7 separate regions of the Mus musculus genome follow, and all the other regions are linked to region 4. Evidence: chromatin contacts called from public HiCAR-type, HiChIP or PLAC-seq and promoter capture Hi-C data. All regions are on one chromosome and are shown on one strand. Each heading gives the region's core, a stretch centred on a gene start, on an enhancer-like site or on the middle of the called end of the contact. The rest is flanking DNA. Distances are from core to core; before and after follow the strand shown.

Evidence for each region. Promoter capture Hi-C pulls out the DNA fragments that hold promoters and counts their contacts. HiCAR-type assays count read pairs that join an accessible place to other places. HiChIP or PLAC-seq counts read pairs in DNA pulled down with a chosen protein or histone mark.
Region 1: a promoter capture Hi-C map of liver shows a contact between it and region 4, with 2.6 times the contacts expected there. The contact joins the promoter of Rab8a here to the promoter of Zfp868 in region 4. A contact is called at or near these places in 3 of 39 promoter capture datasets (erythroid cells, hippocampal neurons and liver).
Region 2: a contact with region 4 is called in a promoter capture Hi-C map of erythroid cells, with 17 times the contacts expected there. The contact joins the promoter of Zfp961 here to the promoter of Zfp868 in region 4. A contact is called at or near these places in 3 of 39 promoter capture datasets (embryonic stem cells, erythroid cells and hippocampal neurons) and 1 of 115 datasets of contacts at active chromatin or transcription factors (thymic regulatory T cells).
Region 3: a contact with region 4 is called in an H3K27ac HiChIP or PLAC-seq map of thymic regulatory T cells, with 8 times the contacts expected there. The contact joins the promoter of Fcho1 here to the promoter of Zfp868 in region 4. A contact is called at or near these places in 2 of 39 promoter capture datasets (erythroid cells and hippocampal neurons), 1 of 115 datasets of contacts at active chromatin or transcription factors (thymic regulatory T cells) and 2 of 9 other capture datasets (adipose tissue and liver).
Region 5: a promoter capture Hi-C map of liver shows a contact between it and region 4, with 2.7 times the contacts expected there. The contact joins the promoter of Slc35e1 here to the promoter of Zfp868 in region 4. A contact is called at or near these places in 2 of 39 promoter capture datasets (liver and pre-B cells) and 2 of 9 other capture datasets (adipose tissue and liver).
Region 6: a HiCAR-type map of astrocytes shows a contact between it and region 4, with 2.7 times the contacts expected there. The contact joins the promoter of Tpm4 here to the promoter of Zfp868 in region 4. A contact is called at or near these places in 3 of 39 promoter capture datasets (hippocampal neurons and liver) and 2 of 115 datasets of contacts at active chromatin or transcription factors (astrocytes and embryonic midbrain).
Region 7: a contact with region 4 is called in a promoter capture Hi-C map of liver, with 6 times the contacts expected there. The contact joins the promoter of Zfp617 here to the promoter of Zfp868 in region 4. A contact is called at or near these places in 9 of 39 promoter capture datasets (the HPC-7 cell line, cranial neural crest, erythroid cells and 5 more), 1 of 484 Hi-C or Micro-C datasets (uterus), 2 of 115 datasets of contacts at active chromatin or transcription factors (cardiomyocytes and neural progenitor cells) and 1 of 9 other capture datasets (adipose tissue).

Annotation. Positions count from the first base shown.
Region 1 is chr8:72,159,947-72,162,646 of GRCm38.p6, forward strand. It overlaps Rab8a (RAB8A, member RAS oncogene family), which reads left to right and starts at 1,254. Exons shown (of 8, transcript NM_023126.2): 1 at 1,254-1,536. The coding sequence starts at 1,413.
Region 2 is chr8:71,949,804-71,952,503 of GRCm38.p6, forward strand. It overlaps Zfp961 (zinc finger protein 961), which reads left to right and starts at 1,263. Exons shown (of 4, transcript NM_001164581.1): 1 at 1,263-1,357. The coding sequence starts at 1,292.
Region 3 is chr8:71,724,349-71,727,048 of GRCm38.p6, forward strand. Fcho1 (FCH domain only 1) reads right to left here and starts at 1,333. Exons shown (of 28, transcript NM_028715.3): 1 at 1,285-1,333.
Region 4 is chr8:69,624,181-69,626,880 of GRCm38.p6, forward strand. It overlaps Zfp868 (zinc finger protein 868), which reads right to left and starts at 1,368. Exons shown (of 5, transcript NM_172754.2): 1 at 1,255-1,368.
Region 5 is chr8:72,491,309-72,494,008 of GRCm38.p6, forward strand. It overlaps Slc35e1 (solute carrier family 35, member E1), which reads right to left and starts at 1,306. Exons shown (of 6, transcript NM_177766.3): 1 at 858-1,306; 2 at 534-604. The coding sequence starts at 1,278.
Region 6 is chr8:72,133,968-72,136,667 of GRCm38.p6, forward strand. Tpm4 (tropomyosin 4) reads left to right here and starts at 1,321. Exons shown (of 8, transcript NM_001001491.2): 1 at 1,321-1,486. The coding sequence starts at 1,355.
Region 7 is chr8:71,921,575-71,924,274 of GRCm38.p6, forward strand. Zfp617 (zinc finger protein 617) reads left to right here and starts at 1,251. Exons shown (of 4, transcript NM_133358.3): 1 at 1,251-1,398. The coding sequence starts at 1,396.

The sequences.
Region 1 (2,700 bases), core at 4-2,503, 2.5 Mb after region 4:
TCAGCAACTCAGATCTTTTTTTTTTTAATTTATTTATTATATGTAAGTACACTGTAGCTGTCTTTAGACACCCCAGAAGAGGGCATCAGATCTCATTACTGATGATTGTGAGCCACCATGTAATTCAGGACCTCTGGAAGATCAGTAAGTGCTCTTAAACACTGAGCCATCTATCCACCCCCCCCCACTCCTTTTTTCTTTTTAAGATTTGAGTACACTGTAGTTGTCTTCAGACACACCAAAAGGGGGCACTGGATTCCATTACAGATGGTTATGAGGCACCATGTGGTTGCTGGGTATTGAACTCAAGGCCTCTGGAAGAGTAGTCTTAACCGCTGAGCCATCTCTCCAGCCCTCAGATGTTTATCTTAATGTGGCTTTATTTTATTTTGTCACTGTTCTCCCGTTACTCCGGGACTACACCTCAACATATTAAAAAACAGAAGGGAAAAAAAAATGCTACTCTGAAACCTAGGAAAGTCACTTCACCTGTCTTCAGTATACTTACCATAAAACGAGGAAAAGATTACCTACCAAGCCGGGCTGGTGTGGGGTGAAGGACCTTGACTTATTTTTAAGTATAGATAGCACCCGCAAGCACAGAAAAGAAAACAAAACAAAACAAAACAAAAAACGCTGCCATTACTTGGAAATGATAACATAGCCCTACCGGCGCTGAAGCCCTGGGATCGCTCACGGCAATGGCCGGCTTGCCTGTACAGCACCTAAGTAAGTCCAATGGTGGGCGCCAAGGCCGAGGAGCGAGTCTGCAGCACATCTTAACCCGCGCCACTTTTGCACCGCCGAAAATCCTCCTCAGAAGCATTACCACAGGTACTTCCTGCGCTTCGCCTCAGCGCCGGCTGCGGCTACGGCTGCTGCTGCGCAGGCAGAGAAGGCGGGAAACACGAGGCGTTCTCTGCGCGCGTGCGCTCTCTGCCAGAGCCAACCGTCTTCCCAGTACGCTTGCGCCTGTTCACCAAGCCCGTCCCTCCCACTCTCTCATCAACCAGCGCGCGGAATTGTTGGGGTCCCTCCTGTCGGGGGCAGGGCCTGGACGCTGAAGGGCTGAGGAGAAGGCGCGCACGGGAAGGCGGGGTCAAGATGTGACCACACCCATCGCTGGTCATTTGACGCCCTCACCCTCGACTCTCCAGCACTAGCCAATAACAAACCTCCCTATACCAAGCGTCAACCAATGGGCTGTGCAGTCGGCTGCTTCCGGCTCTGCGCCGCTTTCGCCTTTTTCCCCTGGGCTCTCTGCGACAGGCGGGGCTCCGGGTGGCGGGCGTAGGCCTGGATGATGCGCGGCGGGCAGGGGGCCAATAGGGGGCGGGATCTGAGATGATAGACGGGTCCAGCGACCAGTGGCGAGGCGCCGGCCGTACTTCCCGTCGGGGAGAGAGTGTAATATGGCGAAGACCTACGATTACCTGTTCAAGCTGCTGCTGATCGGGGACTCGGGGGTAGGGAAGACCTGTGTCCTGTTCCGCTTCTCCGAGGACGCCTTCAACTCCACATTCATCTCTACCATAGGTAGCGGGGCCTTGGGCGGCCGGTGACCAGGGCTGGACGCGCCCCTATGGGGCTGGGCTGAGGGATCGACTCAGGATCCACTCGGGCCGAGGATCCGGGAGGGTCACGGGGCTGGACAGAGAACCGCAGCGGCCTCCACCTCCCGCCAGGGAGTCCAGGCCGGGACCCTGGCGGGCGCCGGAGACCAAGGTGCAGACAGGGACATGCAGGCTGCAGTCTGAGGAAGAGCCTGCCCTGGGGTCCTGGCGCCTGTCAACTCTCTGTGTCTTTACATCAGACCTCTACACTGTTCTTCCGGGGAGACCCCCGTCTTCCAAAAGTGGAAACTGAGGCATGGAGGTGACACCTGACCTCGTAGTTTCCTATGTGGCAAGCTTGGCATGTGCAGTATCAAATCTGTAGTGTACTCGTGATGGGTGCTTTGTCCCTGGAGGAGGAATTTGAAACTGAGGGAGGGTGCGGCACGCACTGAAGGTCACAGTCTACAGGTATTAGGGATGAGATTTGAACCCAGGTGTGTCTGACTCCAAAATTCAAGGTTCAGCTGTTCCAGAGCTTCAAAGGACCAGCACCACTGATCCACATCTAAGTCAGGACTCCAACCCAAAGTCCTCCTGCCTTCTCTCTGAGGAATGGTGACAGTATCTGTCATCCTGGTGGGAATACAAGAGAAAAAGTTCCAGTAAGAAACTAAGTCCAGCCATGGCTACGTGCAGCCTTGACTGACTTCCTTTCACTGGGCCAAGAACACCACCTGAACAGCTTTTCCCCAGGGCTGCCTCACGGCACAGTTGAACAGAATTGGCTTGTGATGGCCCCAGTTCTGACGTCAAAAATGGTGCTGACCATGCTCCTTACCATGAATAGTCATGGCTCACATTGAGTGTTACCTGGAAGTAAATCCTGCCAAACAGAGTGACCTGGATGGTGTATGGTCCTGAAACAAGAGAATAGTCACTAGGCTTGGTTTATCCCTAGTCAGGATGTGGTTCCATTGTTGGAACCCTGGGTGCCATCTCCAGCACCCTGAAACCAGATGTGGTAGTGAACACCTGTAATGACAGCACTAAGGACAGGGAGGCAGGAAGATCGGGTGCTCAGGGTCATCCTTGGCTACATAGAGTGTTCAAGGCCAGCCTGGGCTGCATGAGACCCTGCCTTGGA
Region 2 (2,700 bases), core at 13-2,512, 2.3 Mb after region 4:
AGCTCAGGAAGGAGGTCTCATCTGCAGGACAGGGTTGGGGGAAAGGGCCAAGCATAGCTTTAAAGACTGTGCCTGGTGGTATCTCTGCAGTCTCTACTCCTCAGGGAGACTGCTGCCCTTCAGATGTTCTTAGAACAAGCCCCAGACCTTAGGAGCATGGAGACCACTGACTCCATGATGGAGTTGACATTTGGTCTGTAAAACTCAGCACATAGACAGCACCACCTGCCAATCAAAGCCTATAGTTCTGGGAAAGTCTCTAAATGTACAAACCTTGGTTTTTTGGCTTCTATAGTTTTGCTTCTGGCTCACTGATCTTGCTAACTGAAGCATGTTGACCTGGAATATGGTTTTTGTGTTTAAGAGCTCACCCTGAGAAAGGCCCTCAGTACTACAATAGGATCCTTAACATCCAGTGTAGTTGCCAACCAGTTAATAAAGACATTCTATTGGCTTAAACCATGTCCAAGCAATCTTCTCTGGCTAATATCCCACAACATTCTGATTAAAGAGCAATTCTGCTTCTGTAGTTGCCTATCTACTTTCTAATTATTTCCAAGTCACCTCTACCAGTCCCAATTGAACAGGGAACCTTATCAGTAATGCTACACAAAAGGAACACAGGATATCTGAAATACATCACAGACCAAGCACATAGTGGCCTTAGAAATGATATCCACAGCCCTGGGTTGTGGGGGTGGGGTGGGGTTACAGAAGGGGTTGGGGGTGAGGGACTTACTCGCTTCTCTGGACACAACCCGGACCTTGTCAAGTCTGACCCTGGCCTTGTCCTTTCATCTGGCCTTAGATTAAGAAAGCTTTACATTGGCTAGCCCCACAACAACTTTTATAGTAGCCGGCCTTGAACTCCAAATCCTCTTCCCTCCATCTCCCCAGTGCTGGGATGGCAGGTTGTGTGTGTCATCACACCCAATTTTCCGCGAATAAATCTGGCTTTTCTTGTGTCCTTTTTGGAAACAAGGTCTCCTGCAGCCCAGGTTAACCTCTCACTAAACAGTCTAGGATTAGCCCGCAACTCTAACTCACTCGTTCACCTTCAGCCAGGCGCACAAGCCCAGTCAGACCTGAGCCTGCTGTGGGGTGCCTCTGCGAACCCCAGACCTGAACATCAGTTTCCGGACTATGTTGAAGGCGATAGGTCGCTGGTCCTGTCTATCAGGGACTCTAAAGCCAATCGGAATCGCTCATAGCAGAGCCGTCCAATCAGCAGCGGGAAGCCTCTCGGAGGCCGGGCGCCGCCATTTTCGGCGCTGTCCTTGGCGGCTTAGCAATGCGCAAGGTACGCGGCAGTGACACCCGCCACAGCGCAGCTCAGGCAAGACGAGAGTGCACCATGGTGAGTGCATCTCAGAGACGCGGGTGGGAGCGGAGGGCAGAGGAGTGGCGGGCTCTGCGCAGTCGGAAGCTCGGGACTTGCCGAGAGTTTGCAAACCGACTCTGGTGCCCTTTTCCAGAGCCCGCAGCCGAACCGCAATGTAAAAGGGGATCATGTATGCTTGTGTTCAGGGGTAAAATGGAAAGGACTATGTAGGGTCCCCACGGAGTTAATTTGCTCTTTGGGCTGGTTTTGTGGGGTGTTTTTTTTTTTTGTTTGTTTGTTTTGTTTTTTCGAGACAGGGTTTCTCTGTGTAGCCCTGGCTGTCCTGGAACTCACTTTGTAGACCAGGCTGGCCTCGAACTCAGAAATCCGCCTGCCTCTGCCTCCCAAGTGCTGGGATTAAAGGCGTGCGCCACCACGCCCGGCTTGTGTTCTTTTTGATGTTTTAAATTTACACTTATTTATCGAGGTGCCCATGGGGCAGTAATCTGAGTCTGGTCTCTCCTTCCACCTTGTGGAACCTGGAGAACGCCAGTCTAAGGCTTGGCAGCAAGCGCCTTTTCAGCTGAACCATCCCACTAGCCCCTTCTTTCTTTTTCCTTTACTACTTTTTATAAAATTGCATTTCCTATGTGAATATTCCCAACCCTGTATAGCCACCAGCAGCCGCGGAGAACTGGGTTCCTGAAAAGAAAGCTGGGGCTGGATGCGAAGGACAGACGAGAGAGGAATGAAACAAAGACAGAGTTTCTGAGCAAGGCCCAGTGTTTAATTCTTGAGTCTGGTTTTTAAAGGGAGGAAACCCATCCCCCACTTTGCCAGGATCTCATCAGGAAAACAGGCTCAGCTGGTAGTGGCTTCTTGCAGGAAGCTGCAGCTGCAGCTTCACCTAGGTCAGAAGACCCTACCCCAGTTGGGCTAGCCAGCAGTGGCAAACAAGGTCTGCTTTAGCCTGCTCAAGGCTGGGGGAAGGGCACAAACCTGGTGGGACCATGTGTTTCTAGGATTCGAGAAAAGCAACATATATATGAGCTTTTGTCCCCCAACAACAACAAAAAAAAATCACATCTTCTTGGAAAAATTTACCTTCAGTTACTGTAGGTTTCTCCTTTTCCTGGTACACCACAAACAGAAGAGGTGGGGGTAAGAGGCCCACTGTAACCCCCAACTGACCAGTACTACTTCATAACTTGTGTCTGGACCCTGTAACAGCTGTCTTGCTTGTGGACAGAAACAAGGACCCAGTCCCACAACAGAAGTGACACTTTGAGAGCAATCGAAGAATAAATAATACAGAGCATATTAGCAGAAAAAACACAGCTCAACAAGGAAGACAGGCATAGTTTATTGAGTGGCCATGA
Region 3 (2,700 bases), core at 83-2,582, 2.1 Mb after region 4:
ATCATAGGAGTGGGTGTTTACGGCGCGCTGTCACTCCCACAACCACCTCTGATCTTCCTACAGACTTTCAGTCCACTTCACAGAAGGCTCAGTTTAAGTCCAGTCTGGGCACACAAATTTGGGGGTGTCAGGCTTCCTGCCTGGGACTCACCCTACTATCCTGCAAGAGGCAGGGACTAAGACCTGACCTTCCACTTGGGACCCCGCCCAGGAACCAGCCTAGGAACCCTATTGTAGGTGATGGTATGTGGGTCAGGGTGTGACCTGGGCAGCCACATGGGTGGGACCACAGTGACAAAGTCTGGGTCTTGATTGGAGGCCCGTCCATCTTATGGTCAGATAGAAACTGTCCTCTGCTGGCCTTAGGTCTCGCTGCTCCGCCCCAGGCTAGACTGTATCCATCAATCAAAATCATGGTTTGTTTTGTTTATGCTTTTTTAATGAGGCAGAGTCTGTGAATGTAGCCCAGGCTGGCCTCAAGCTGCAGATCTTCCAGCCTCAGCCACCAGAGGATTGTAATGACCACACCAGGCTCAACCCCTTTTAAAGTGCCAAAACCAGAGTGCCCTAACATTTGACTAAAGATTGTGGTCCCCATCTGGAGAAAATGGGGCACAGGTGTTGGGAATTTGAGACAGATAGTCTGGCTTCCTCAACCTCTATATTCTGAGGAGGAGACTAAGGATCAGGGAGGTGCTGTCACCTGCCCAAGGTCACCATGAAGCAGGTCCTGCGACGCTGAGGGCAAGTGGAGGGGCGGCCATCCCCGACCTTCTCTGCACCCCATCCTCATTCACCTAGACTAATTCTGTCCCTTGGAGCAGATGCCGGCTGCCCCCCTAACAGGGCGCGGGAGTCCCTGGTGCAGGCTCCAGGCCTCTCCAGGCCCCGTTCCCCCGGGAGGGGATCCCGCGCTCCATACTCCAGATACCCCGCAATTCCACCACACTCGCCCTACAGAACCCCCACCAGCCTACCAACCCTAGAGCGGGTGCAAAGGAAAGGAGGAGACCCTCGTTCCCAGGCGAGGAAGAGGGGCAGCGAGGGAGGCGGCCCCCAGCTTAGGGCCAGGCTAGAGACCCGGAAGAGGGATTGGGGGTCCTGGGGGGGGTCTCAGCCTCCCAGCCCAGGATTGAGAGATGCCATAGAGTGGCGCCCCGCCTTCTGCAGACGGCACCTGCGCTCGGGCCGGGTCAGGATGGAGGCTGCGTCCCCGCCCCGCACCCCGCCCCCGCGTCCTGCACCCCGCACCCCGCACCGGAGCCCCGCGCCGGGGACACTCACCGCCTCTCGCGGCGCTACCTGCGCGCTCCAGACCCGCGCCCCGCCCTCCCCGCGCGCTGCGGAGCGCGCTGCTGGCCCCGCCATGGGTGTGGTCAGGAGGAGCTCCGCCCCGCGGTGCTTCATAAACCCTGCACTGGTTGGCTGAGCCTGGAAATTCATCCGCAGGCTATTTGCATATTTTAAAGTGACAGGAGAAGCTCCTTGATCTCTGCACCTGTCAAGTCTCTCGGGAGACTGGGAGGGAAAGAGGGGATAGCTTTTATTAAGTACCTACTGCATACATGGCTCTTTGGAGAACCCCTCCGAGGCTGTGAATTAGGTGACATTTAATATTGAGCCTCATTTTACAAACAAAGGAATCAAGGAACATGGCTAGGAGTTGCTTTGGAGGTCATATAGCAACTCTGGTCTATCCATTCATGTGACATGCCATTTATTTATTCAGGCTGTGTGCTGGTGATGAAGCCAGGCTGCCCCAGCATTAAGCAAGAGCCACATGTCCACTCCACTCCCATATGACAACTTCGAGAGACTTAACTCCCCGGCCTGGGCTCCGTTTCTTGTTCAGGGTCACATGGCAGCATGATGATCCTCAGGACTACTGAGCCATCTCTCTCCCTGCCCCAGAAGCACCTCCAAGGAAGTGGGACCACTGGCCTGGGCACAACCAGAAAGCTAAGTGCCCTTCATCTCCAGTACATGCCCCTGCAGCCTTGGACCCCAGACACCTCAGTTTGGGCATTTTCCTGTGGTGGGAATCAAATCCAGGTCCATCCCAGACTGAGGCTGCCCCACTTCTTACTTGAACCATCTACTGCAGCTCTGCCCCAAATGATGCCGGGTTCTGATGGCAACCATACATAGCTAAATACTAGCTTCAGGGCCGGTGAGATGGCTCAGTGGGCAAAGATGCTTGTAGCAAAGCCTGGATTTTTTGAGAGAGTCCTGAAAAGTATCCTCTAACCTGTGGCATGTGCACACTACCAATGAATCAATTAATCAATTTATGCATCAATTCAAACAATAAAGATTAAACATTTAGATAGGCCCCACACCCAGCTGACTGGTGACCATCTGCCACAATTGGTAAGATAGCCCGCTCTCCATTCTCCATGCTGTTCACATTTTTCACATGTCCTTTTGTTGGCCCAAGAGCCCTCGAGTCACCTTTGGGTTCTGGGATTTGAGAATGGTAAGAAAAGCATCTCTCTCTCTCTCTCTCTCTCCCTCCCTCCCTCCCTCCCTCCCTTCCTTCCTCCCTCTCTCTCCTCCCCATATGTGTGTGGATGTGTGCATGCATGCCATTGCTGTGTCCAGAGCTGGAGTAGGGTGGGTTCCAGGGGCTGAAGCAAAGCCATCAGAGTCGGATGGAACAGGTTTTGACCTGTGATCACTGTCACCTGTCATTGACTGGTT
Region 4 (2,700 bases), core at 118-2,617:
GCACAATTGTTTTGAGTTCCTTTTCATATCAGGACAAACTCTACCTACATTTCTCTCAGCCTACTTCTAAGTATTCATTTTATAAACTAAATATATGCAGAGATATACTGTGTGCTTTGACATGAGAATTAATATTAACAATTAAAACTAAAAGAAGGGCTGGAGAGATGGCTCAGTGGTTAAGAGCATTGACTGCTCCTCCAGAGGTCCTATGTTCAATTCCCAGCAACCACATGGTGGCTCACAACCATCTGTAATGGGATCAGATGCTCTCTTCCATTGCGTCTGAAGAGAGCGAAAGTGTACTCACATACATAAAATAAATAAATCTTAAAAAAAAAAGACTAGAATAAAACCCACATTAACCTTGTCCTAATTACAAATGTAAGTGAAATCACTTGGCAAATTGCTGCCATCAAAACCTTTTAAGTTTATTGTTATTCAAAAATATTTGATACTTTGGGGAGATACAAATGTGTCTATCTTATTTCTAGCATAGTATGCTCATGTTCTCAGTTTAAACTAGTAGTTCAACATACTTCCAATAAAAATGCTAAAATAAACAAGAAATAAAGGTTGTGTGGAAATGAAGAAAAGGACCAGAATGGTGAACACAATACAGAAGAATCGACTACAATGCTTCCTGACTAACAGTTCTCGGCGAACCTCGGTACGCAAAACAATGCACTATTTGAGGGAAGAAAAATTAACAAGCCCACAAATGCATAAGCAGAAATAAAAACAAAAATATAATCAAAGGATGTCTGACCGAAGAACAAAATAAATTCAAGGAGACAAGTCATCTTTCCCAGAGCTGGTTTTAAACATCTTTGCAAAGAAACTCACTGGACTTTACAAATGTCGTAAAATTAACCTAAAGAGGTTGCCACACTTACATGTGGAAAGCAAAGTTCAGAACTTCTCGAAGACAGCACAAAGAACCTAGACAGCCTTAGTCTAGCAAGCAGCCTTCAGCGCACCACCAAAAGCAGGACGTCCCCGCCAGCCCGGATCGTGACGTCATCCGCGTACTGGCTTCCGCCCATCCCCCGCCCCCCGCAGGGCGGGACCTCCCGCTCAGCGCTGACGCCAAGAGGATCAGGGCGGAAGTACCTACGGACCGCAGGCGGAGGCCCAGGTCGCAGCCCCGACGTCCCCGCGTTCACTGCCCCAACCCCAGGGAGGACCCACCACCCCGGCTCCCGCAGCCCAGCCGGCCGCTCCTCCCATCAGGGGACAGCGGCCCTCGCTCACCATTGCCAGGCTCCGAGCTCACCCGCGCTCCCCCACACAGCTCCAAGCACTGGCTCCCACAACGGCTTTCCTCAGTTTCGGTGAAGAACCTTTAGCTAACATGGCGGCCGAAAAGAACCCGCCCCCCCGCCTCCTAGAAGCTTCTGATTGGACAACCTGTCTGTAGCTCCTGATTGGTTAGAACTGCTCTAGGTGATCTGAGTGACAGGAGTAGCTCCTCTTGCAGTTCCTTAGGCTGTGAGTCTAGAGCCCATTGTTTAGTGTTGCGGTGGCCAGCAGGTGTCAACATAGGTTCATGGCTCTTGTGTACCTCTAGGTGTGCCCTACTGAATGATTCCAGGACCCTGACCAGTGAAAATAGTTAACGATGTCAGGCCAGTTTTGTGACTCTGACTTACCTAGGGACAAGTCCGCTGAAAGAACCAAACTAGTGTTTGGTGATGACAGTTCAGGGGGCACTGTACCATAGCTTCTTCAGAATATTTTTGTTGAGACTCTTCCTTTATTGTGTACAAGAGCCTCAAACTCGTAGTCCGCCTCAGTCAATGTGCCTAAAGCCATTTTTTTTCTTTTCTTTTTTATTGGATATTTATTTACATTTCATATGTTATCCCCTTTCCCGGTTTCCCTCCCTCCAAGAAACACCTTATTACATTCTTCCTCACCCTGTTTCTATGAGGGTGTTACTCCACCCAACCACACACCCACTCCCACCTCCCAGCCATCAATTCCCCTATACTGGGGCATCTATCGAGCCTTCATAGGACCAAGGACCTCTCCTTCCATTGATGCATGACAAGGCCATCCTCTACTTCAGTCCTTTCTCTAACTCCTCTATTGGGGAATCCCATGCTCAGTCCAATGATTGGCTGCCAACATCCATCTCTGTATTTGTAAGAATCTGGCAGGGCCTCTCAGGAGATAGCCATATCAGGCTCCTTTCAGCATGCACTTCTTGGCATCCACAGTAGTGTCTGGGTTTGGTAACTGTATTTGGGATGAATCCCCAGGTGGGACAGACTCTGAGTGCCCTTTCCTGTAGTCTCTGCTCTACACTTTATCTCCATATTTGCTCCTGTGAATATTTTGTTCTCCTTCTAAGAAGGACCGAAGCAACCATACTTTGTTCTTCCTTCTTACTGAGCTTCATGCAGTCTGTGACTTGTATCCTGGTTATTTGGAGCTTTGGAGCTAGTATTCACTTATCAGTGAGTGTATAAAATGTGTTTTCTTTTGCACCTGGGTTACCTCACTAAGGATGATATTTTCTAGTTCTATCCATTTGCCTAAGAATTTCATGAATTCGTTTTTAATAGCTGAGTACTACTCCATTGTGTAAATGTACCACATTTCCTGAATCCATTCCAGATTTGAAGGATCAAATCTTCAAATCAGGGATCAGGGTTGTTTCCAACTCCTACCTCTTATAAAAAAGACTGCTATGAA
Region 5 (2,700 bases), core at 56-2,555, 2.9 Mb after region 4:
AACCATTCTGTCTAGTGACAGAAAAACTAGGACATGATAGTTTGTAAGTTCGTCAGGACCAGGCCTGACAACTTGAATCTGATCCCAGGTATCCACAAGGTGAAAACTGTCCTCTGACTTCCATACACGTGGCAATGCACAACACACACACATAAATAAACATTAGAAAATAAAATAAGAGAAGGAAAACTTGTCCCAACTTAATTTGTTGGTGACTTGCTAAAATGGAACCAAAGACATCACCTACCACCAATCCCAGAGTCGGAATCATAACAGAAAAGAACAGTGGACGCCAGAGGGATGTGGCGCTCAGGGACAACAAGCAAGAGATTATGTGGTGATATCGCCCCATTCACACACACATCTGCTGTCTGAAAGGTGAGTGCGGGATGCTAGGTGCTAGCCACAGGACAAGGCTGACACCTTGACTTCCTTATTTGACAGGAAGCAGGAGGATGCCACGGTCCAACCACGTCATCAACCTGGTCAGCTACTGGGAATCCCGCCTAGCCCAGGGCTTCTGCCAGAGTTACCTTGGTGCTCTGTTTCTCCTTCATGATGATCCGGGACAGGAGGACCACCCAGATGGGCATGGTGGCCTTGACTGCAAGAGAGGAAAAGGCACTCAGTGGGCAGTCCTGGCAACCTGCACACCCGACCCTGAACCTTCCTTCTGTAAGGCTTCCTCTCGATCCCAATAGCTGGAGTCAATTCTGCTAGGCGCTCGGTAAACTCCTCAGACCTTTTCCAACGTGAGAATCCGACGCACCTTGGCGGCGTCTCAGTCAGACGGCCCGCGCACTCGTACCCACACTTCGAAGCCCCAGACAGCGCGCAAAGCCCGCCTCAGCACTTACCGGTGTGCGCGTAGGAGACCGGCACCTTCCAGATGCTGACGTGCGCCGACACCGACGCGAAGTACTTGCCAAAGGCAAGCGGCAGTACGTAACGCGGATAGAAGCGCGGCGGCAGCAGCGGGCCGGACGCCGGATGCGGGCCGGGTCCGGGGCCCGACACGGGTGGCGCGGGCGGCACGCGCCAGGCGCGCAGCAGCGGCGGCAGCCCCGCGCACAGCGCTAGGATGTGGCACAGCGACACGGTGACCGGGAACGGGAAGGCGCTCAAAATCACCTTGTTGACCACGTTACCGCCCGCGCTCAGCGCGTACCATAGTAGACACAGCACCGCCACCCGCGCACCCTCGCGCGCCCCGCCGCCGCCACCCGCGCCCGGGACCCCTGCGCCCGCGCCGGGACCCGCGGTTGCCGCCGCCGCCATCCTGCCCGAGCGGCCGCCCCTTCCCGCCGGACGACCGCCGGACGCGGGCAGGGGGCGGGACAGCCCTGGAGGGCGCGCCGGCAGACGCCGCTCACCATTGGCCCCTGGCCCTTGCGTCATCGCCGCTCGCCATTGGCCACCGCCCCATACGTCATCGTCGCGCGTCCGCCGACGCGCCCGTACACGTCGTCGGCGAGGGCCCTACCCTCACTTAAACGCTTTCCGGGAGGGGGCGGGGCTAAGCCCGGAAGGCGGGCCGTAGGGCCCGCGGGTGGGTTAAGCGCGTTACGTTCTCTCCGGTGACTGGCAGGACTCCGTGGGAGGTGCCGGGCGACGCGGGCCCGCCCACTTGAGGCTGTGGAAGCCGCGTGCCTGGGGCGTAGACAGGGCTTAGATCTTTTAGAAGAAAAGAAACCGATTGCGGTAAATCCTCTGGACTACGCCGGGTCCTCGGAAGCTGTGCGGTAGGTGTCAATTTCCCCTCACAGACCAACCGAGAGAAATCCAGGGTTAAGTGTCTCCTGCGACAGTGTCTTAAGAGCTCAGCTGACCGGTACGATGCTGGGCAAAACCACGAAGGCAGGACTAGACTTACAAAACTCGATTCCCAAGATCGTGTGCTTTTAAGTGAGGGAGAATAGTTGTTCGCGCTCCTTAAAATGTGTTCATTTATGGAGGCGGGCACGAGCGTGTGTATACACATATTGAGGTCAGACGAGTTGAGTCTTTTGTCTCTTTTCTACCATGTGCATCCAGGAAAAGAAACTAACTCTGGCAGCAAGCGTTTATTTGCTGAGCCATCTCGCCAACCTCAATATTCTCCTTTACAGCGTCTCCTTGAATGCCAGGGTGTCTTTCTACCTCACCTATGTTTTGGTTTGCTTTTCTCTGTGTAACAGATTCCTGGCTGTCATGGACTCGATTTGTAGATTAGGCTAGCTTCGAACTCAGAGATTTGCCTGCCTCCGCCTCCTGAGCACCATGCGTAGCTACTCACCCGTTCTTCAAGGTAGACTGTGTTGTACCCTGGGGTTTGCTGGATACTCATCACACATGTGGCAGTCCTTGTGGATCTGAGTAGAAAATGGCCTGGTCCCTCCCAAAGCAGGAGTTTAAGAATATGGTGATAGGACGCTGGGCTTTGTACCCTAAGGCCTTTGTCACAAACTAAATACAAGAGGAATTAGGATCTTTGGACAGAGCAGTGTCAGATGGCCCCACTGATGTGTTTTGGTTGCTTTTATTTCATATTGGATTTGGCCCTGGCAACTCTGGAAGCTTTTTCATTTCACAACAGGTACATGTACTCAGGGCAACCCAGCTGTGGTTTCACCTCCTCAAATGGCCCTGTAATGGGGAGTGGGGCCATTCTGCAACAAACCTCAGAAATTCCTACTGGCTCTGAAACGGGTTCTGGGTTGG
Region 6 (2,700 bases), core at 71-2,570, 2.5 Mb after region 4:
GGCGGATTTCCGAGTTCGAGGCCAGCCTGGTCTACAGAGTTCCAGGACAGCCAGGGCTACACAGAGAAACCCTGTCTCAAAAACAAAAACAAAAACAAACAAACAAAAAAACAGATGCCTAACAAATGTGCAAAAGTTAGAGGAGTGAAAATTTGATCTTAGAGGGGAATTGGTCCCTGAGAGTGGGTCTCTTCCAGGACAGACCTGAAAGCCAGGTGTGGGAGCCAGATTGGAGTGGGAGCAGGATGTGGGGCTCTTGAGGGTAAGTTTCTCAGCAGGGGAAAGGGCTTGCACACTGGTCAGAAAGTTTCTGCCTACAAAACTGGGAGTTTCTATAGGCTCCACTTTGCTTAAACAGAGATCACCTGAGAGCTGCATTCAGAAAGTGAGAATGCAAAATCCAATTTGTAGTGTTTCAAACTAAAGCTATGACTTCCTCAAGAGAGTGGGGACTCTTATGAGTCCAAGAATGGCCAGTCCTTAGGTCAAGAGTAAAATCCCTCTGTATTCAGTAATGCACACTTACCGCTCTGTGTATGTGGAGGGAGTATTTTATATTTTATGTGAGGGTGTTTTGCATGCATGCATGCCTATGCTAAGGGGTCATGGAAGCAGAGAATGTTGGCTCCCCTGGAACAGGAGCTGGGAATCAACCTGAGTCCTCTGTACAAGACCTTGTCTATATACACTTTTTACTTTCACAAACTTGTGTCCTCTGAATGAGACCTTCTTTATATAAACCTTTTACTTTCTACATTAATGTGGGCGCATGTGTGAGATTAATGGACTCTGGGCATTAGGCTTGGTGGCAAGCACCTCTACCCATGGAGCCATCTCATCAGCTCATAAAGACTTTGTTCATTTGCAGGGCCTTAAACTCCCAGTCCTTCTGCCTCAGCCTCCCAAACTCCGGGCAATGGACCATTAGGCTGACTCATTATCTTCTGTGTCCCCAGGTGAAAGAGCAGCTGACGTAGTTCCAGAAGAAACTGAAATGCGTGGAGGACGAACTGGACAGGCACTCCGAGGACCTGACAGACTTAAAGAAGACTCTAAAGCAGACGGAGAATAAAGGCTCCCAGGTAAGTGCGCGGCCGCTGGGCCAGGCGGGGCGGGCAGTGAGGGAGGACGAGGAGCCCACAGGGCAAAGGCGGCTAGCTGCACCGACGTCAGCCACCCCCTCCCACCCACCCCCCGCCCGGTGCTGACGTCGCGGCCGGCCCGGGTGACCTCATGGGCCTGACAGCAGGGCCGGGGGGCGGGGAGAGGCGGGGGCGGCCCCGGCGTGGCCAAGGCTGGCGGGCCCGGGCGCGGCCGCCCAGCTGTCGCCGGAGCCCAGCAGAACGATTGAGCTATGGCCGGCCTCAACTCACTGGAGGCAGTGAAGCGCAAGATCCAGGCCCTGCAGCAGCAGGCAGACGACGCAGAGGATCGCGCGCAAGGCCTGCAGCGCGAACTGGATGGCGAGCGCGAGCGGCGCGAGAAAGTGAGAGACCAGGACCCGCGCCGTCCGCGACCCCCGCCCGATCCCACTTTTCGTCCCGCGCGCTTCCGGGCCCGCAGTGCTCCCTGGCGCCCTCTTTTCTTCCCAGCTCCGCATGCTTCTAGCTCCCCCTTCCTCCGTCTCCCCTCCGCCTTGATCATCCATACCCTTGGATCCTGGAGCCCCGTACGCTGGCGGGGCAGGAACTGGGAGGTTGCGGGGGGGACAGTCCTGCGCGGGGCACTCCGGAGTAGTGGGGCAAATACCGCGCTCCCATTGTCTGCGGCTGACCAAGGTGGGGGCGGGGGCGGTGCGCGCTTTTGCTTCTTCGCGCCCGAACTTTCCCGGCACGTCCTTAGGGTGCGGCCGCGACACGTCCGCTGAGGGCGGGGTGGGGACAGGAGAATTTGGACGCTGGCCTGCAGGACACCCACCACCACCACCATCACCCTGTGTCCCCCTAGCCCCAGGTAATATCCACTAGGGGGCCTGCCCGACGCCGGAGCGCCCACTGTATGCGCCTTCCCTGAGAGTTCAGGGACCGGGGTGCATGAATAGTTCGGAAAGAGGAAAGGCCTCCGCGCCTCCTCTTCATCCCTGGGTCAAGCCCGGGGCCAGAGATGGGTCTGGGTTCTAAGCCCAGCTCTGGCACCCACAAAGCGTTCGATTCGTGTCTCCCAAAAGTCTGCTACAGGTGGGTAGAAAGAAAAGACTAGGGAGAGGCATTCCAGACGTTTCCGGGGCAAGGAGAGCCCCTTGCCTGAGTAGTAGGGCGGTGTTTGCTAGCGAAGGAGACTCACAGACAAGGGAAGAAGTGTTGTGTGATTGCCCAGGTCTCCTGAAGCCGTAGTGTGGGAACTCAGGGCGGGGACCCTAGAAACTGAAAGGCTAGGTGGAGTTGGCAGTGCAGGTACCGCCTGGACTCCTCCCAAGACTGCCTGGGCGACAGCCTGGCCTGGGTAGAAGCCTTGAATCCCTCAAGGACCGCTCGGGCTGGAGAAAGCCTCAGAACCGGGCGGAAGCTCTGCACAGTAGCTGTTACGGCTTCTCATACGCCCGTCCCACCCTAGACATCTCCAAAATGGCCTCGAGACTCCAGCCAAGCCAGGAATTTGGCGGCCCAAGGGTGGAGTGCGGGGGATGCCTTTTGGAAAACTCTGAGCTGCTTTAAAAGTTCATGTGGGAAAGCATGCTTCTTTTGGTTGTAGAAAGACATC
Region 7 (2,700 bases), core at 1-2,500, 2.3 Mb after region 4:
GAGTAGTCTGAGACACCTTAGGAAGATAGATAGCTCTGGGATTTGGTCCAGACAATGAAAGCTGTATCTCAGGCTCTTCTGCTCTCCCCTCCCCTTCTCAAGGTTAGTCTGTCCACCTCTGCCTGCCCCTCATCTCCTCTACCTCCTTCCCCACATCACCTCCTCCCAGACCCGCCTGCCAGGCTTCGAATGGAAGCCTGCCCCTTCTTTTTTTTTTTTTTTTTTTTTCTCGAGACAAGGTTTCCCTGTATAGCTCTGGCTGTCCTGGAACTCACTTTGTAGACCAGTCTGGCCTCGAACTCAGAAATCTGCCTGCCTCTGCCTCCCAAGTGCTGGAATTAAAGGCGTGCACCACCACGCCTGGCCCCCTGCCCCTTCTTTTAAGGCCTTTTTTGTTGGTTGGTTGGTTGGTTGGTTGGTTTTTTGTTGTTGTTGTTGTTGTTGGTTTTTTCGAGACGGGGTTTCTCTGTATAGCCCTGGCTGTCCTGGAACTCACTTTGTAGACCAGGCTGGCCTCGAACTTAGAAATCCGCCTGCCTCTGCCCCCCCCCCCCGAGTTCTGGGACTAAAGGTGTGCACCACCACACCCGGCTTAAGGCCCTATTTTTAGAGCTGCATAAATTGTACTGTTTCTGTCTAATGTCACTTCCACCTACAGGGCTGAGCATGGCTTGAGGCACTTTATAATAAACCTCATTTCTAAAAAGAATGTCCTTTGTGGAAGAGCTGCTGAAGCTTTTTTTTAATTGCTGGAAAGTACAGTTTTTTTAATGTTGTCATTAGCGTGTATTAATTACACGAAAAGTTTCAATATAACATTTTCATTCATGTATCTTGTTTATATTCATACACACACAGACCTTTACCTGCTCTTGTCCCTCTCGAATTCTTTCATCTTTTATGTCTTTGTGTGTCCCAATGAATCTCATTAGTGTTGTTGACAGGAGAGGGAGTGGTTGTGTCAGTAAGAGGGAGAATAAATTTATTCTGTCACTTAGGCTTCGGAGACTGGATCTGTGGGCCCAGCAATAAGGGCCAAAGGAGCGGCAGGTAGGGTGCCGAGAGGCAGCGCCTTGTCCGCCATCTCCCTTCCGGGCGGTTCTCAGTAACCAACTGTGGGAGTCCCGGACGGTTTAGCGTCCTTGGCTGTATGACGCCATACCCTAGGAAAGGTCGGGAGGTCCGCCGGAAACTCCCGGTACAGACACCAGTGTGTGAGCTGGCCAATCAGCAGCGCCGGCGGGAGGAGCGGAAGTTCCTCACCCGCCATCTTTCTTGCTGGCGCTTCCCTCCTCACAGCTCTCAGCTGAGGAAGTCCAAGTTGCTGAGCCTCCGCGGCCGTGTGAGTGCCTGTTCCGGAGCCTCTGTGGAGCCGCGGCAGGCCTGGGCACAGACATGGTGAGCCAGGCGAGTGGCGGGGCTGTGCGCGGCGCCCTTGGTCCCGGGCGGCGGGATCCCGGTGCTGCGCCGGGGGACGAAGGGCGGCTGCGCACTGTCGCCTGCGGCTCCAGAAAAGCTGCTTTTCCCCTTAGGGAAAGTCAGTCGAAAGCGGGATTCCGAGGCTGGATGATGTGGAGCCGAGCTGGAAGTTTAGGAGACAATTCTTGCGAGTGAGAATTTACGCCCCGCCATGCACGGAGGCCAGGGGAGGTCACCCGGTGTCCTGCTTTGTCACGGCCCGCCTTATTCCTGTGAGACAGGGTTTCTTACTGAACCTGTGGCTAGGCTGCCTGCTAGCAAGCTCCAGCGATCCTCCGGGCTCTGTCCCCATGCCTGGCATTTACTTGGGTGTTTTTTATTTGAACTCGGGTTCTCACCCTTGCTCAGCGAGCACTCTTACACACCGAGTTATCTCTCCAGGCCCGAGAAACATGTCTAATATAGATCTTAAGCGCAGAGATTAATGGAAGTGAACCTGGGAAAACTGAGACATACCGAGATGTGAGGGAACTTCTCAGGGGACAGTCACAGTTCTTTTCCATGGGTACATGCGGCTCCCGCATTTAGGATTGTAATATCCTCTTGGTAGATTATCCCTTTATAGAGTATGACGAGACTATCTTTATCCCTTCTGACTTAAGGTCGGAGGAAGAACTTTTCAATTTTCGTCATCTCTGTGAGTATGGTACTTGAGGGTTTTCAAGTTTATCTTTTACTCTTGGGTTAAATACTGCTCTTACCTCTGCTCCTTTTTCCAGTAATAAAAGTTTTTTTGGAAACGACTGGACTTTAAGTCGTGGTCAAGTTCAAATCATAGTGAATTGCAAACGTATCGGTTTCTTTGTTTTGGATTTTTTTTGTTGTTTTGCTTTGTTGTTTGTTTGTTTTTGTTTTGTTTGAGACTAGATCTTACATATCCTAGGCTGTTGATAAACTTAGTTTACAGCCAAGCTTGACTTTGAGTTTCTGATAGTCTTATGACTACCTTCCAAGTGCTGGGATTCTATGAGCACATCACTAGCTCCTGGTTTTGCAGCTCTGAAATTTAAACCCAGGGCCTCATGCATTCTAGACAAGTATCTACCGTATACCAACTGAGCTACAGTCTCAACTCTATATCAAATTTTATTCCTGAGTAACTTTTCTGTGATCAGCACTTAATATTATTTAATTGACTGAACTTTGTCCTCATGGTATATAGTGGGATCCACTTAGTATTTATTTGACTATTAATTATCAAGTGGCTATGTCTTTCTTTAC